Regions from separate parts of the Anser cygnoides genome. Here region 2 is linked to region 1. The links are chromatin contacts, called in public Hi-C maps. All regions are on one chromosome and are shown on one strand. Each heading gives the region's core, a stretch centred on a gene start, on an enhancer-like site or on the middle of the called end of the contact. The rest is flanking DNA. Distances are from core to core; before and after follow the strand shown.

The links. Hi-C and Micro-C count contacts between places; a contact is called where the count stands out from the background.
Region 2: a Hi-C map of liver shows a contact between it and region 1, with 1.5 times the contacts expected there. The contact joins the enhancer-like site here to the promoter of ANAPC5 in region 1. A contact is called at or near these places in 2 of 7 Hi-C or Micro-C datasets (both in liver).

The regions. Positions count from the first base shown.
Region 1 is chr17:3,124,162-3,129,807 of Taihu_goose_T2T_genome, reverse strand. It overlaps ANAPC5 (anaphase promoting complex subunit 5), which reads right to left and starts at 2,114. Exons shown (of 17, transcript XM_048073818.2): 1 at 1,840-2,114; 2 at 1,121-1,200; 3 at 413-522; 4 at 1-79. The coding sequence starts at 2,043. All of the region lies in intron 1 of RNF34 (ring finger protein 34), which reads left to right.
Region 2 is chr17:3,159,805-3,165,261 of Taihu_goose_T2T_genome, reverse strand. LOC106031147 (P2X purinoceptor 4) reads left to right here. Exons shown (of 16, transcript XR_010825536.1): 16 at 388-517. Among named protein-coding and RNA genes, the nearest start is that of RNF34, 11 kb to the right of the region's middle. Within about 2 kb of position 1,266, at least 1 of the 3 cell types and tissues checked has open chromatin away from gene starts, as enhancers often do. A contact at or near this core is called in liver, where this site is marked.

The sequences.
Region 1 (5,646 bases), core at 865-3,364:
TGAAGCGCGGTGTAAAGTTTATAGACCTGACTAAAAGAAAGCTTATTGTATGCCAAGATCATATGGCGCAGAAACAGACCTGCAAAGGAAAACATCTGTGTTATGACACCTTTATGTAAGGTTCCCGATTCAGAGGAGACTACAAATCATTATAATAACCAGAAGCTTAAATTGCACTATTTAATTTAGCGTGTCTCATCTCAGCCTACCAATTGATAAAATTCAGGTCTGCTCAGTATAAATCTCTAATTAATTCAGTGGCAAAACTCACAGATTATCTGATCACAGAACAATTAGCAGCAGCAGGAACTGCACACTGGGGAAAATTATTGGTTACAAAGTTGTATCTTGACTGAATTCCGTCAATAACAGGTGTCAGATCAACTACAGCTTACAGACAATAGCTAGTTACCTACTACACTTGTTTTATGAACTTCTGGCTCTGTCCCAGAAAATGAATCTGAAAGGTCATCAAAAAATTGTTCCATATCTTTCAGTTCTCCTTCTGCCATAAGTTTCAACCTAATCAGGGAAAAAAAATAATACATTTTTAGGATTTAAATATGATACATCAAATAATATTCCTCCATTTCAGGGATAGATGAGTAAACGCTGACAGATCCAAGAGGCAGCTAGTTCATTATGTCCAGAAGGTTTTTACATAAATTAATAAAATCAAAACGTGAAATATTAATAAGAATCTAAATAATAATCAAGATATTTTCTTTTTAAGCTGCTATTGTATTAAAGAGAACAAACAGAAGGGATTGTTATTCTAACAAAATACTTAGGAATCAAAAAAATACTGATTTTAAAGCTGTCATTTTCTGAATTAGCTAATGTTGAAAAAAGTGTTCTGTTATCGCAGAGACTTTATTACACTAGATTTCTTCAATGTTTGATTTGTGTGCATTTCGGAACTTGTTTATGACAACTAGAAAAGCTGCGGAAGCACATCTTCACTCTGGACATACTGCCGTTTCAACTGGACGTATAAACACAGGCAGAGAGGTTATCACCAGATAGCGGGGCAGATGTGAGAGTTCAGGAATGGCTCGGCTGCGGCACCGCTTAGCACCCGCCCTGGACAGCTCCCCACCTGCCAGGGCCCAGTGCCCACCTGATGTGCACAGAGCTGGCCAGGTGCGGGCACGACTCCTCGATGGCCTTGCGCAGTCGCGACAGTGGCATGTCGGGACCCTGGGGAGGAGACCAACATTGAATCGTAGAATCATTAATGTTGGAAACAGCCTTCAGGATCATCTGGTCCAACCATCACCCTACCACCAATGTCACCCACTGAGCCATGTCCCTAAGCACCACGTCCAACCTTTCCTTGAACACCCCCAGGGACAGTGACACCGCCACCTCCCTGGGCAACCCATCCCAATGCCTGACTGCTCTTTCTGAGAAGAAATGTCTCCTCATTTCCAACCCGAACCTCCCCTGGAACAACTTGAGGCCATCCCCTCTAGTCCTATCACTAGTTACCTGCGACAAGTGACCAACCCCCAGCTCCCCATGCTTTCCTTTCAGGTAGTTCCAGAGAGCAATAAGGTCTCCCCTGCGCCTCCTCTCTCCAGACCAAACACCCCCAGTTCCCCCAGCCACTCCTCACAGGACTTGTGTCCCAGGCCCTTCACCAGCTTCGCAGCCCTTCTGTGGACACGCTCCAGGGCCTCGATGTCCTTCTGGTGGTGAGGGGCCCAAAACTGAACAGGCCACGATGCCAGGGGCCGCTGAGGGCCCCCTTTCCCTTCCCTTTCCCTTCCCTTTCCCTTCTTTTTCCCTTTCCTTTCCCTTCTTTCCCCTTCCCCTCCCGCCTGGCCCGGCCCCGACCTGCAGCAGGGGCAGCAGCAGCCGGTTGAGCCGCCGCCTCTCCAGCAGGCCGAGCTGCGAGCCGGCGCGGCCCAGCTCGCTGAGGAGCACGAGCAGCGCCATCTTGTAAGGGGTGACCCAGTCCTTGATGCCGAAGACGTTGGCGTGCACCACGCCGTTCGTCATCATCGGGTTGAAGTAGAGGCTCTCGTGCACGCTCGCCATGGCGGCTCCCGGCCGCCATCACCCGCAGCCCCGTCGCCGAGGCAACCGCCCGCGCCCGCCCAGCCAATCGCCGCCGCTGCCGCCGTCACGTGGGAGGGGCCGCGGCCAATCGGGAGCGGGAGCTGTGCACCGCTACCAAGGGGCCGGCCGGGGGATGGGGCCGCGGGGAGACGTTCCGGGGGGGGGGAGTCGCTTTTCGGTCCCTCACTATAGTGTCGTGCTTCCAATAAAACAGCCGGTTATTAAAACAGCTCCGTTTCTTGTGAGAGAACCCAAAACCGCTGTTATTATACATCTGCTTGTCCCTAGGGATCTCATTTGACTTGCTCCTGATTCACGCCTGCAGGTGGTGAGAGGAGGAGGAGGCAAATCAAGCCGGGAGTAATTTCCTAGGATTTATTTCCATGTAAAAAACTTGATGTGGTGGTTAGTTGCTGCTGGCATAATCCTAGATCTCAAGGAACTAATACTCATTAGTTATAATATCTGAATATAAAGAGCATCTGTTATAATATCTGAATATAAAGAGCAGGAAGTAGCGACAGCTGTTAGGTTATACAAGTTAATTTACTGGTATTTCCTGAAAACAAAGCATGACAGCTTGGGCGGAAACACTGAAATAGCAAAGTGGCCTGCCAGAGAGCGGTGGGAGAAGAGAGACCCAACACTGCGGTCAGCGTTTGCAGAAGTCGGTGTAAAAAGGAAGTGACATGCCTCTGGCCCAAATCCTGACGTTTCTGTGTGACTCTCCAAAGTCAACATGCAAATGACACTGATAATCCTTCAGCGTGTTGTACAGTATATTGTATAAAGTGTAGAATATGCTTTTAAAGTATATTTAAATGAACTCACAATACCCTATAACCAGCTCTCTAAATAGGCAGCAAGAGATTATTTTGGTCGTATTAAGTTAAAGATTAAGTTACACAATTGAAAAAGCCATCCTTTATCACACCAGAACAAGGCTCAAGCCCCTGCGTAATGTACCCGAGTTTATGAAGCATGAAATAGCTGGCACATGGATTTGGGAACTGTTGCATTTTAGTGCAGCACTAAATCTGCTGAACCAAGTCTCAGTAATCTGAAAACCTTCTCAAAAGGTAATCTTGAAGTATTGTGTCTCTGATATAAAAAGTGACTACTATAATGACTATTGCTACTATACATGGTAACCAGTCTGAAATTCCAATATAAACTCCAGAGATTAACTTTTATTTTAACTTTTATGTAAAATGTTGCAAATTGTTACATTAAAAACAAATGAAGATTTCTATTAAGAATCACTTCTCTACCTCACTCTCTTGTGATGTGTAAAACCTTGGGGGATTACAGAGCTGCAGCGAGTCATCATTACTTGTTCTTTCATGACAGAAGTAAATGGGACATCTAGCATTAATAGATTTAAATCTTTTAATGCTTCTTTGGCACAATCCAGAAGGCTCAGCGAGGGCAAGATTCTTATTAATAGAACCTCTACAAATGCCACTCGTCAGCCACACAGTAGCAGCTGGGGTTCTGTCCTTAAACTGTTTTTTAGCAGTCAAATTCCCTGCTTAAAAACAATTTATGTGGTTACAATTTAGACACAATAAACTGATCTCAAATAACATGTTACAAATATGATTCATCAAGATCTGCCCAAGTTAGGGCGGGAGTGGCAACTGCAGCTGTCAGCACAGTCACCATATCTCAGCCCAGTCAGGCCCACGTTGCTCCCTAAAACATCTGTGCTGGGGAGGATTTCTTGTCACAAGTCCTTACCAGAGCTAAAAGAGAAACTCTAGGTTTTGCTCAGTTTTTCTCATCTGTGGGACAGAGCTGTTATGCCGCTTACAGCAACTGCATGAGGAGCTCTCATGTATTAGTGTGAGATCATAAACAAAATATCTGGGTAAACTTTGGTACTGCAGGGATGACTCTCTGAATCAACCAAGTTTAAGTGACGTAAAAGTTTATAAAAAACAAACTGTAGTGACATGTCCTAAAGCAATCTTTTTCACAAGAAACGTGGGATATGTGCCACTGCTTGTTCTACCACTGTTTGACAGTAGAAAGGAGAGATTTTCTACTCTCTTCTGAAAAGCTTTGACTAAAATTGCAGGCTATTGTTGGGAAAAAAGATTAATACCATATTTTTTATTAAAACGTGTAAAGTTCATAGTTTATCAAAAGCTTCTTGAGGATCATGAACGTTTCTAAGAAGAGACAACGTGAGTTTGAACGAAAGCATGGTAACAGAGCAAATCCAGAAGCTGGCTCCACTCTTGTTGCTGGAGCTGCCAAGCCTGTGACATTCTGGTGGCAGTAACATACATTTTTTGGACTCAGTTCTTCTATGAGCCCCACTCCAAAAATAGATCCAGCCTGCACAAATTATTAGAGACTCTACGCAACCTTTTGTATGAGTAAATTGCGTTTGTGGTCAAAATCTATTTTCAGCCACTTTTGTCCATCCCTCCTTTTGGCAGCAGCCTCTTTTGTTCTTGGCTCTGTGTTCTTATGTAAAGCTTGCCTCAAGGCTTTTTTTTTTTTTTTAATGAAATCTTTTTGGTTACAAGCTTTTGGCTGTTATATACCGTGTTAGTTATTTTTATTTTTTGATACACCCCACTCATGGCATAGAGAAAGCAAGAAGCGTTTGGAAGCCGGTCGAAAGTGGGATTTTTAAATAAGGAAATTCCTCAGTTCTCAAAGACTGTGGCAGGGGCGAAAAGCCAGCCTGCTCCTTCGCTTCCATGACCATTAAAAGGGCGACCCCAAGCCGTGAGGCAGCGACCTTCGGTCAACCGCCACCTCACAATCCCGTCACCTCACGGCCCCGCCGCGCCCGCCCTTTGCCCCTCTGAGGGGCGGCCCCGTTCCCGCCCAATCTCCGCCCCCGCCCAGCAGGCCGCGCTTCCTCTCCTCCGATTGGCTCCTCCCGCTAGCTGTCAGGGGAAGGACGGCCAATGGCGTGCGGCGCGGCGGGAAGGCCCGCCCTCCGTGAGGCGGCCCGCTGGAGAGCGGCGCAGGGCCGGGGGCGGCGCCCGGCTGAGGCGGCGGTGGCGGCGAGGGGCGGCCATGAAGGTGACGGCGGCGCCTCCGGCCGGGGCGCGGCTCTGCCCGCGCTGGGGGGACGGAGGGAGGGAGGAAGGGGGCGAATTGGTGTTTGCTGGGGCCGGGATCGGGACCCTGGTGGGCCGGGCGGCGTGAGGGGAGCGGGGAGGCGCTACCCGGCTCGCCCTCAGGGCTCCTGGGGGGATACTGAGGGGATCCGGGCCGGGCCCCGCCTCACTGAGGGACCTCCGCTGGCTCAGCGACTCGGAGAGGGCCTGGGGATGCTGCCTGAGACCGAGCCCAGGCTCCACAGGGCGGCCGGCGGGGCTGTGAGGGGCCTGGAGGAGGCTGACGGGGTGACAGGGGGTGTCGGGGTGACAGGGGGTAACGAGGTGTCGGGGGCTCCCCACAGCCACCTCCTCGCAGCCGAGGCTGCCGTCGTGGTGCCTTTAGGCCAGGGCTGTGGGGTGCCTCACAGGGCTCCCTGCTCAGTGGGTTTTGAGGGGAGCCTGATAAAGCTTGGCCTGGTCTCGGGTGTTAGACCTAAGAGCTGCATGGATTTGTATC
Region 2 (5,457 bases), core at 17-2,516, 36 kb before region 1:
GCCTCCTAGACAGCAGTAAGGACCATCCTGACTGCACCGACTTGAAGTGAAATTTGCGTGGCGATTGTAGTGGAGGTCATGCCAGAGCCCTGTGATGTTTCCCCTCTTGTGAACTGATCTTCACCTGTGGGAGTGGGAGGACGTACATACAATTATGCAGTAATGAGACACTGCCAAACCACTTAAAAAAATCAGAAGGGAGATTGCTGATCCTGTGACTTTATAGCAAAACACTCTGAAACTATATGGACCTGCCTTTTCAGGTTACACATGAAAAAAGGTGAAATTCTCACTGCCTGTGCTAATTTCTGGTGTTTAGCTGTTTTTTTGTTGTGTGGTATGTGGTTTGATTTTTTTTATTTTTTTCTTGCAATCCCTATCTTGCAGCTGGGTCTTTGTGTGGGAGAAGGGCTACCAGGAAACAGACTCTGTGGTCAGTTCTGTAACCACAAAGGTGAAAGGAGTAACGCTGACAAACACGTCCTCCTTGGGAGCCAGGATCTGGGATGTAGCAGACTATGTCATCCCTCCTCAGGTATGAATCACTTTCACATGCAGAGGGTGGGTTTTCTAAGAAACAGCTGCTGCTCTGCCAAAAATCCACTGAGGTCTGGAGCAGCTTTTGCTTCAGCATGGCCTTTATACAAGAGAACATAGCAAATAAAGCAGATTAGGAATCTTGTTTCAAGAAAAGTGTGTATGTGTGTGTGTATATGCATACGAGGGAGAATTTTGCAGACTTCAGGAAAAAGTTGTGGCAATAACCACATCCTCCCTCTTAGTCTCAAAGGCAAACAATTCAAAGATAAGTTGTTGTCAGAAGCCCCAGGAATAGCCTGCCACTCATCTGATCCGGAACTGAACAGGAGGTATTGCTGTAGTTACTGATTGACGGTATGTCTGCAGGAATCTGCGCTGCGTGGGCAGTACGTGGCCTTCAGGGTTGGCAGGCATGGCCAAGCTGCTAGTTGTGGGTCACTCTGTCTGCGTCGGTTGTGGTGCAGAAAAAAAGTGAGAGTATTCAGCCAGTTTTTGGCTGAGTGATCATATTTGCATATTAATGGAGCAGGAGCAAACAACAGATCCCAACTCATATAGATCTGAAAGTAATGGAAGTGGTGTTCACTGCAGAAACAAACCAAGACTGGTAAAATATTTGGTAGTTATATTGAAAAAAAAAAGGAGAGCTGTGAACTAACTTGCAGCTGGATTTTTATTTCTGCTCATGCCTTATAACTCCCAGAATAGCTCTGTGATTTTTTTTCATATTGTAAAGGAGGGGCCAAGTGGGAGGACAGAAAGGGTTGCTAGTCCCACATTCCTTCCTCTGCCCAAAGGCAGTGGCATCAGGCGATACTCGTGGGATCCTGCTCCTTTATTGCTATACCTGCACTGTCCAAAGCAAGCCCCCTCTGCGGGACCATCTCAGCTCTGTCAGTAAAGACATTTTGACATTTGGGGCAGCGCCTTGGATATGCTTTGCATAGTATTGTCGCTCTTAAATTTCCTTCTTGCTTTGCATGCTCAGGAGGAGAACAGCGTGTTTGTCATGACCAATGTGATATTCACACTAAACCAGACCCAGGGCCAGTGTCCAGAGGTAGGTACAGGATCTGCTTTAATCCTACGTGGTGTGGTCAGGAGCGTGGGGAGGGAGGGTTTGTGGAGTTTTGTTTAATTGTTGTTCCTGTCCAGCTTCCAGATGATAAAACAGAGTGCGGCAAGAACAACAGCTGTGTTCCAGGATATGTCAGCACCCACAGCAATGGTAGGAAACTTGCTGCAAGGGCGCGTTCATTCTCTGTTGTAATATCGCTGCGCTGTGCCCACTCTCCTGTGAAGGAACCAGCATTCCACTTGAGTCTCCTTGTTCTCATTCTTTCCTGCCTAAGAGAACTGAAAAGGAAGCTCACATTTTTCTTCCAGGGAAGAGCAGATGGGCTTAACTGTGTTGGGTGGATGTTGGCTGGGTGTGTGCTTTGATGAGTGTGAAACAGTGTGAGGTCTTTTTCAAGACCTTGAGTCTGTGAAGCAGTTTCACATACATAGATGAGGATTTGACTCGGAAAATGCTTCTTTCTCTGAAATTGTGCTAGAAGTTGCAATGGAAGATAACGAGGGATTAGACAGTGGTACTTCCCTTCTGAGCAGACTGCTTTCACCTTACAGAGTGAGGAGACATCGCAGGGCAAATACTGCCCCTTTACTTTTCCTTGGGAGTGTCTCCATTCACATGTCTTTCCAGGCATCCAAACTGGGAAATGTGTAAATTACAACGACAGCATCAAGACCTGTGAAGTCTTTGCATGGTGCCCCGTGGAGGATGACTATCACATACCCAAGTGAGAGCTCTGTCTTCTTACTCTGCGTTGGCCCTCCTGAGAGGAGGCCAGCAGTACACAGCTGGTTTCTGCCACAACCAGTGGTTTTTCCTCATGTGTTACTGTTGGGAAAAGCTAAAGAGGTTATCACCAAAGTGACAAAGTGACTGCAGTGACAGAGACCTTGTTTGTGAAAATATAAATGAAACTTAATTTACTTTTTCTATTGTTTTGCAGGCCGGCGTTCCTGCAAGGAGCTGAGAACTTCACCATTCTGGTGAAGAACAATATTTGGTATCCCAAATTCAACTTCACCAAGTAAGTAGTGTGTGAGGCATTGCGCTGCCTGGCCTCCCGGACAGTAGAGGGGAGCTGGAGAAGCGGAAGATGCAACAGATCTTCTCTCTCTGTTCCCTTATAGACGAAATATCCTCCCCACTATCAACTCCACTTACCTCAAGAACTGCATCTATGACTCCCAGACAGATCCCTTCTGCCCTATCTTTCGTCTAGGGAAAATAGTTGAAGCTGCAGGGCAGAACTTCCAGGAGATGGCCGTGGAGGTATTTGGCAGACCTTTCTCTCGGGTGTGTAGGATAGGAGCAGTAAGTAATTGTCCCCCCGTGCCTGGTGGCATGAGCCATGGGACATGGATTAGCTGCAAAACGGAGAGCTGCCCTGGCCAGAGGGAGTGGAGTCAACTCTACTTAGCAATATTTGGCCTTGGCTGCCTTGGGTGGGAATATGTGCAAGGTTCTTCTGTAGCAGTGGGAAGGACTGACTGGGACTGCGACACGGGCCAGTAATCGGGGTCCTGGTCAGCCCAGAGCCCTGTGCAAGGCTGCCCGGGCTCTTGGACTGCTCACCAGCTCCTCTCCTCCGCTCTGCAGGGTGGAGTCATGGGGCTGCAGATCAAATGGGACTGCAACCTTGACAGAGCCGCTTCCCACTGCGTGCCGAAATATTCCTTCCGGCGCCTTGACAACAAGGACACTGCCCACACCGTCTCGCCCGGGTACAACTTCAGGTAATGTGGCAATGGAAGGGACCCCGCTGTCCCTGTGGCTCTGTCTGCCGTCGGCACAGTGTTGCAGGCTGCCTGTGCTCCCCTGGCAGTTGCAGGTAGTCCCTGGACTTTCTCTGATGCTGCAAAACTTATTTGGAGGTTTTCTCTGATGCTGTGAAATGTAGGGGGCAGGGAGCACGGGGGTGGGAGGCTGAAGGGCCTCCTTCACTGTACAAGGCGAGGGAAAAACTAACCTCTAGAAGGTGTCTCTGTCAGTCAAAGGCCAGATCTGCACCAGGAGCATCCTTCTGGTGTATACCACCACGTACACGTGCTGGTCAGTATGGGTAGGTTCAGTACCACCAGTAAAACAGTTCGAGTGCAAAGCTGGGCAGCTGATTGCACCCAGGCTCAGAGCTGTGATGTGGATTGGTCACCTTGCCAAGATCCCTGCAACTGTCCTGCTCATGAGGAAACAGTTCAGGGCTTGGCTTGGTTCTGGTGTCACCAGCTCTCGGTTAGCAGAGGGAATCGCTTTTGGTAGAACTCATGTGAATTCGCTGCCAGCCAGGGCCATGATTTCGGGTCTGCAGTCCCTCGCTCGAACAGGAGCCGAGGAGGAGGATTGCTTCATGGTGTGGCGGGAGGCTGCTGCCGTGCAGACAGAGCACGTCTGTGTTTGGGAGGTGCCAGGCCTGCAGGTATTGGGGTGTCAGACAGGCTGGAGGATATCGCGGCCCAGCTGGTGCAGGCTCTAAGATGCTCTTGCTAATTGCAGACCATGGTGCCTCCCCTTACCAATCCTTCCTGTTCTCTTCTACCCTCTTCTGTGCTTCCTCCTGGCTTAGTGAACCATGTGACGGAGTAAGTCTAATCTCACTTATTTGATCATATTCCTGTTCCGTGTCATTTGCGGGCGAGTCACGTTGTGTGGGACAAGGAACCGCCTCTGTGTGCCAAGCTGAGCTGTGCTGTGCTGCCTCCCTCGCTGCCTGCTCCCGGCCCTGCCCTCTTGTGGCTGCTGTGCTCCTGCAGCCTCCTGCTTGCCTCTGTCGTGAGGGGCTGATTCTCAAGTGTGGCTGAATTTCTCCCCATCTGTCCTTCCACCCGCCTAACTTCCTCCCTTCCCTATGCTTTAGAAGTCTCCTGACTGGGCTGGTGCTAACTGCAGTCTTAAACTTGCCTCTTCTTGGCTTTTCTCCTGTATCTGCTTGCTTGCATGTAAACTCATCCGTGGAAGTACAAATGTTTAGCCCATCCTTTTGGGATGGGGAACACACGTGGATGCTGCATGAAAATCACGAGGAACCTCGGCATTTCCAGCTAAGCTCTGACCTACCTTTTTTTTTTTTTTTCCCAGGTTTGCAAAATACTACAAGGATAGTAGTGGCCTTGAATCACGGACACTTGTCAAAGCCTATGGAATCCGCTTTGATATCATAGTGTTTGGAAAGGTAGGGCAACTTCATTCCTGGAGGTTGTGGGGTGAGGGCGTTCAGAGATGCAGAAAAAACATACTCAGCCTTGTGACTGTCTTCCAGGCAGGAAAATTTGATGTAATTCCTACAATGATTAACATTGGCTCTGGCTTAGCGCTGTTTGGCGTGGTAAGTGACACTGCAGTAGGACTGAATTTTGGGTTAAGGGCTGAGTTCTGAGGATCGTTGCCTTAAATTCTTCCAATCATCTCCACTAGGCAACAGTGCTATGCGACCTCGTTGTCCTGAACTGCATGAAGAAGAAATACTACTATCGGGAGAAGAAATACAAATATGTGGAGGATTATGAAATGGTAAGCATCAATGAAGGCAGGGTGAGATGCTTCCTCCTCTGATTCCGAAGGCGTTCTGAAACAGGATGTACAAAGTCCACATCAAACACAGGCTTTGTACCACAGCTGTGAGGAAACTTTGTCTTCCTCAGAGCAGCTCATCTTTACTTCAGAGCTGTTGTGAGGAGAAGCACTAGAAAAAAAATATTGTTGTGTTTTCTGGGCAACCACTCTCAGAGAGGGAAGTGGATGTTCACCAACTTGTGCTCCCACCGCATCTCTCTTCTGGGTTGCCATCCTTGGCAGTTGCCTCCCGCAAGCTGCAGCCAGGAGTTCTGCTGCTATCAAATCCCCCCAGA